2 separate regions of the Manis pentadactyla genome follow, and region 2 is linked to region 1. A link is a contact called in public Hi-C data. All regions are on one chromosome and are shown on one strand. The core of a region is the stretch at or near the end of the contact, and the rest is flanking DNA. Distances in the headings are between cores, read along the strand shown.

Region 1 (2,815 bases), core at 148-2,647:
GAGGACCAAGGGCCCCCCCGAAGGGAAACGGGCTCGGTGGGAAAACGGGCGCCTCAGGAAGCTGGGGCCGCCTCGGCCTCGGGCCTGGCTGGTGTTTCGCTTCCCCTCCACCCCTCCTCGGCGGCCCCCGGCGCGACCAAGGCTCCAAATGTCACCCTCGCGTCCTGCAGTCCCCTCGCCCCGCCGCGCTCGGCAACGCCGCCTTGCGCCCGGCCCCCTGGTCCTCCTCCCGGGTATCCTGCTCCAAGGCGCGGGGCTGTGAACCGGGCAGGAGCGCCGCTGTCCGGGGACACGGGGCTCGCGTGTCCCGCGCCCCCGACCGTGACGTCAGCCCCCGAAGGGCCCACAGGCCCGGGGCCGTGCCGCGTCGGAGTTCCCGGGGCCTCCGGGGCCGCTTCCTGCCTGCTCGCCGGGCCTGCGCACAGGCCTGGGCTAGCCGCCCGCGTGGGGGCACCGCGGACAGCCCTGCGCGCCCACCTCCCCACTCACGGCCCTGACGGGCCCTCGCTCCCACGCCAGGCCCCAGTCCACACAGAGAAGTAGCTCCCGCCCCCCACTGCGGACGCACTCACAAATCTCCCCTCCCGCCCCGGCAGCGTGCAAATGCCCCCGCGTCCCTACCCCACGTTCAGCCAACACTCCGCGCCTCCGCGCACGCAGACCCCTCAGCCCACCCGACCCTCGCTTCTCGCGTCCCCACGCCACGAACCGACCGCAGCCAGCAGCACAGATCTTTCTGAAGACCCTCAGCTGTGGCGCAGGGCGCCCCCACCCCGCAGCTCCCAGACGGCCATCCGGTGACCTCGCGCACCCCCCACACCACACAAAGCAGTGCCCGGCGGACCCCCCACAGCGCGGCCCAACGCGCTCGCCCAGGGATCCCGCCTCGGCCCCTCACCCTGCCTTGGGTCCCGACGCCTCGCGCCGCCCCCGCTCCGGGGCAGCGCTCCCCGCGCCCCACCGCTCGGTGCTCACCTCGGCGCCCGCGCTCACTCGGGGACCCTGAGTCTGGCGCTGCGACTTCGCGGCCCGGAGGCTCGGCTGGCCATGGGGGTCAGGGCGCGCCGGCCCGGCCGGCCCGCGGCCAGGCAGGAAGGAGGGCGGGCCGTGTGGCCCCCTCCTCGCGCCGGCGCTCGGGCCGGGCAGGGCGGCCTGTTCCGCTCGCCTCGCGCCCTCGCCGCCGTCTCGCTCTCCAACACGACTCTCCGAGCCCAGCCGCGGGCGGGGGCGTCGCCCGGGGGCGCGGGGAGCCGGCGGCGCGGGGACCAGGCCCTAGCCGCGCACCGGCCGGGCCCGCCTGGTGTCCGCGAATGCCGCGGGGAAATGCGATCTCCTCCGCACAGGAAGAGCGAGCGGGCGGGCGGGCGAACGACGCGCGGGGGGAGAGGGAGAACGAGAGCAGAAGGAAAAAAGTTCCCGGGCGGCCTGACTGCGCTCGCCGGCGGCCCCGGGCGCCAGGTGGGCCGTGCGCGCTGCGACAGCACCCTCTGGCGGCCTGCGCGCCCCCCTGCGCGTCCCCCAGCCCTCCCGCGGCCCTGGGGGTAGGGGGCTTTTCCTTGGGATCCCGGTGGAGCCTCAGGGACTCTCCCAGCCTCGCCGCGACCTGTGGTTGGGTGGGGGCTGGAACCTCTGGCGGAGGATTTGGACTGGCATCCTGCCCTCATGTGCTTCCAGTCTCTGGTTTGGTCCCTAGGCCAGGCTTTCGCCCTCATCCCACCATTAGCCATCACTGTGGCCTCTTTACAGTTTGGTAAACATTTTCTACTCCTAAACTCAATATGCCAGACAAATGTCTTCATTTATTGGGTATCTGGCCCCTTGTGGGGCGCTGGGATATCGACAGACAAGTGGTTCCTGCTGTCGTGGAGCTGCCATCCTGGTGGAGAGAGACAGACAGCAAACAAATGCTCACATGTCAGAGAAGATAATTTCAGGGAGTAGTACGTGCTAGGAAGAAATTTAGCAGATGAAGTGAAAGATGGGGAGTGAGAGAAGGTTATCTGAACAGAGAACTGAGTAGCAGGAAGGAACTGCCATAGGTAGAAACAGGAGCAGAGCGTTCCTGGCAGAGGGGAGAGCAAGTGCAAAGGCCCTGAGGCAGGAGAGAGCTTGGTGCCTAAGATGTAAGAAGTGAGCATGCTGAAGGATGAGCCACAATGGAGGCCCAGGGTCTTTGGGAGGGCCTAGTAAGGACTTTGGTTACAGTTCCTTCTATGGGAAGAAAGCCAGTGGCAGATTTTTAAGCAGAGGAATTTTGAATGAATGAGTGAATGAACCTGTTAACTTACAGACAACCTGAGCAATTGCTGCTCCAAGACTTGGGCTCACCACAACTTAGACACAAATCCATAGCCTCCCACCCCCTCCCAGCCTCTGGAGTCTGCTGGTCCTGTGGAGGGGGAGGGGTGGTCAAGGCATCAGAGCTCTCAAGAGACCTGGGACCGGTGAGTTCCTGCATGGAACCCGGGCTTCCTCATTGGTAAAGCAGGCCTTGTAGTAGGTACAGTACCAGATGCTGTACCCCTTTCTGTACATTGTCTCATTTTCTCCTGGAAGCCCCTCTGTGAAGCAAGCTCATCACATTTTGTTCATGGGGAAACTGAGGCACAGGCTGGTAAAGTCACCGGTCCAGGTTCTCAGGCTAAAGTGACAAGAGCCAAGACCTGCTCCCAGAGCCCTTCCCACAGGGGCTCAACAATGCATCTCCCAAGGCGAATGGTAAGAGCAAGACAGAAGGTGGACCCGAATGTGAACTGCACTGTTTTAAGCTAGTTTTAAGTATAGGCTCTGGGTGAGACAGACCTGGTTTCTAAAT
Region 2 (2,700 bases), core at 76-2,575, 340 kb before region 1:
AGAGATGGGGCAGTAAGAGGTCCGGGGACCTCTAAGGGACAGTGAGGCACTCCACCCAGCAGCACCAGGGTGAGAGTACCTGGTCTTGAGGGGGCGCCAGGAGTCATCAATCAGTTATGGATTGGGGGCTCTCCAGCTAAGGGACTAATGGAAGGAGGGTGCTCCCAGGTCTGAGGCTGATTAAGCTCTCCCAAAGAGGAAATCCTAGGAGAAGGAGGCGGGCCTCAGGATCTGAGGATTCCTGGGGCTTCGGGAAGAGGGTTGTGGGGTAGAGGCATGTCTCAAGTCTTGGAGAATCTGACTTAGGCCCAACCATGCGGAGGGTCCAGAGTCAGGAAAAACCAATGGAGAGTATTTCAGGGTCTGAGAGACACTGCAGGCAAGGCTGATCTCAGGGCGACAGGTCATGGGAAGGTCCCAGGTCTCAGGATGGCCAATCATGGGAGGCTTCCGGATTCTAGGCGGGTGGGTCTCGGGCTTCGAGTCTGGGAGAGTGTTCAGGGTCTGCCAAGAGCAGCTCACGACAGGCGTGTGAGGGGGCAGGTCAGGGTTGGGGGTCAGAGAGTGTAACACCAGCTGGGCAGGTCCCAGGGTTTAGCGCCGGGTGCAGGAGGCCCGACGGCGAGGGCCTGGCCGGCGGCTGCGGACTCAAGAAGCCGGGGACGGTTACGGCCCGTGAGCGCCGCGAGGAGGCCCTCGGGCCCCCGCCGGCCCGGCCCGGCGCTCACCTGCAGCACCACCTCTACGTCGTACGAGTTCCCCTTGCTCTTCTGGTGGCCGCGGAACTTGGAGCCGCTGTAGAGCAGGCTGGTGGCCACGCCGGGCTGCTGGGTGTTGATGGGCGGCGGCGGGATGAGCGAGGCCGCGGAAGCAGCCAAGGCACCGGCCGGCGGGGTACACTCTGTGCGGACCGGCATCGCGGGGTCCCCCGGAGCCAGGGCTGGGGGAGGGGAGAGGAACCGCCGCTGCCGCGCGGGAGCCGAGGACAGTGGCAGGGAGGCAGAGGCCGGGGCGCGCACGCGCGGGGTTGGGGCGGGAGGGGTGACACCCGCCCGCTGCCTGCGGACCAAGCGCTCCGTCCGCCACCGGGACCCCGGGACCTGCGAGTAGGGCCTCCCGGTCCTGAGCTGAGCCCCCCTCCCCACTTGCCCTCGCATACACACCACCCCTTCCGATTGGCTCGAGGTTGCTCGGGAGGCGGGAGTAGGCGCACGCGGCGCTTCTACCCATTGGCGGGCGGAGGAAGCACGTGGCCGGGTGCGCGAGAGGCCCTCTGGGACTTGTAGTCTTCCCGAGGTGCTGCGTGGAGTGGGCGGGGCGAGGTGCGTTTGTGAAGCTGATTGACTGGGGGTGTGCGCGAGTGGCGCGCGCGAGCGACGGCGCACTATTGGTTCATTCGGAAGATGGCGGCGTGCAGGGGAGGATGAGGGCACTGGGGAGGCGGTGAGAGGTTTTCGTACGGCCTGAGCCTGCGGCTTGGGGATTCCTTCTCCCTGTTTCCTGTTCTCAGGTTTTGTGCCGGTCGTCTTCCCAGGCCCTTTAGCGTTATGTGGAGGAGCTGCCTCCGGCTTCTGGATGGGGAGCGCCGCCTCCTTAACCGGCCCCGGGGTGGTCTCGCCGCCTCCGTGGGGCCGGGATCAAATCCCCAGCCCCCAGCCCGTGCCTACGTTCCCCCGACAGGTGAGGGAGGCCGGGGCACGTGTCTTCTTGGCCAGGGGCCAGCTGGGCTTAGGCGGGCTGTGCACGGCGGGGTAATCGAAGCAGCGCTCAGGCTCAGGTAACGCAGGTCTATCGGGTTCTGTTACAGATCGGGAAAGAGAAGCCCAGGCAGGGACCCCCGAGGGCACACAGCGCGTCACCGCAGGAGAGACAGTAATTGGCATTTATCACGTGCGGCTTTTCACGAGGATGATAGCTTTCCTGTCCAATAAAGAAAGCAGATGTATCCTTGTTTTCAGACAGGGAAAACGGGGCTCAGGGTCACGATTGCACCAAGGACAAGATCAGAGATTTGTGGAGGGCAAAGTTCGGCCTGTCTGTTTCCTGTGCTCCAGGGCCTAGAAGGGGCCTGGACCTCCAGCATTCAGTCTTCTAGCTCTGCCACTTTGTCTGCACGGTTCTGGCCCTCCCTCCAACTGCCCTGCCACAATCCCTGTCCTGTCTGCTAAGGAGTTGACAGCTGTACCTCCTTCCTCCACTTCTGACTGATGAGGCCTAAAAGAAGGCAATGGCCCTTTCATTGCTTCTGAGGAGAGTTTTAGGCTAAGAGTGGAAGTGATCCCCTTAAATGAGTGAAAGTAGAACACATTCCTTTCATTCAGTTAGTTTCTCTGTGCTGAGGGCAGGAGGCGGCATAGTCTTCAAGACAGTCATGGTCCCCACGTAAATGGTGTTCAGTATCTAGTGCAGAAGGTTATACTACCCTGGTTGAACAGTAGCTTATAATATCCTGTGCTAGGGAAGTACAGCTGCTCCTTGAACAGCATGGGGATTAGGGTCACTCACCCCTTTTCGTGGTTAATCTGAGTATAACTTTGACTCCCCCCAAAGCTTAACTGCTAATAGCCTACTGTTGACCAGAAGCCTTACTTGTAACAGTGGATTAACACATATTTTGTATGTTATATTATTATATGTTGTGTTCTGAGTATAAAGCAAGCTAGAGAAAAGAAAACGTTTTTTCAAATTGTCACAATCTCC

What was found. Hi-C and Micro-C count contacts between places; a contact is called where the count stands out from the background.
Region 2: a Hi-C map of fibroblasts shows a contact between it and region 1, with 3 times the contacts expected there. The contact joins the promoter of GID4 here to the promoter of RAI1 in region 1. A contact is called at or near these places in 2 of 3 Hi-C or Micro-C datasets (fibroblasts and skin fibroblasts).

The regions. Positions count from the first base shown.
Region 1 is chr4:119,349,285-119,352,099 of mManPen7.hap1, reverse strand. RAI1 (retinoic acid induced 1) reads right to left here and starts at 1,397. Exons shown (of 5, transcript XM_036894024.2): 1 at 976-1,397.
Region 2 is chr4:119,693,825-119,696,524 of mManPen7.hap1, reverse strand. It overlaps GID4 (GID complex subunit 4 homolog), which reads right to left and starts at 1,325. Exons shown (of 6, transcript XM_036894021.2): 1 at 729-1,325. The coding sequence starts at 1,157. ATPAF2 (ATP synthase mitochondrial F1 complex assembly factor 2) reads left to right here and starts at 1,405. Exons shown (of 9, transcript XM_036894002.2): 1 at 1,405-1,680. The coding sequence starts at 1,548.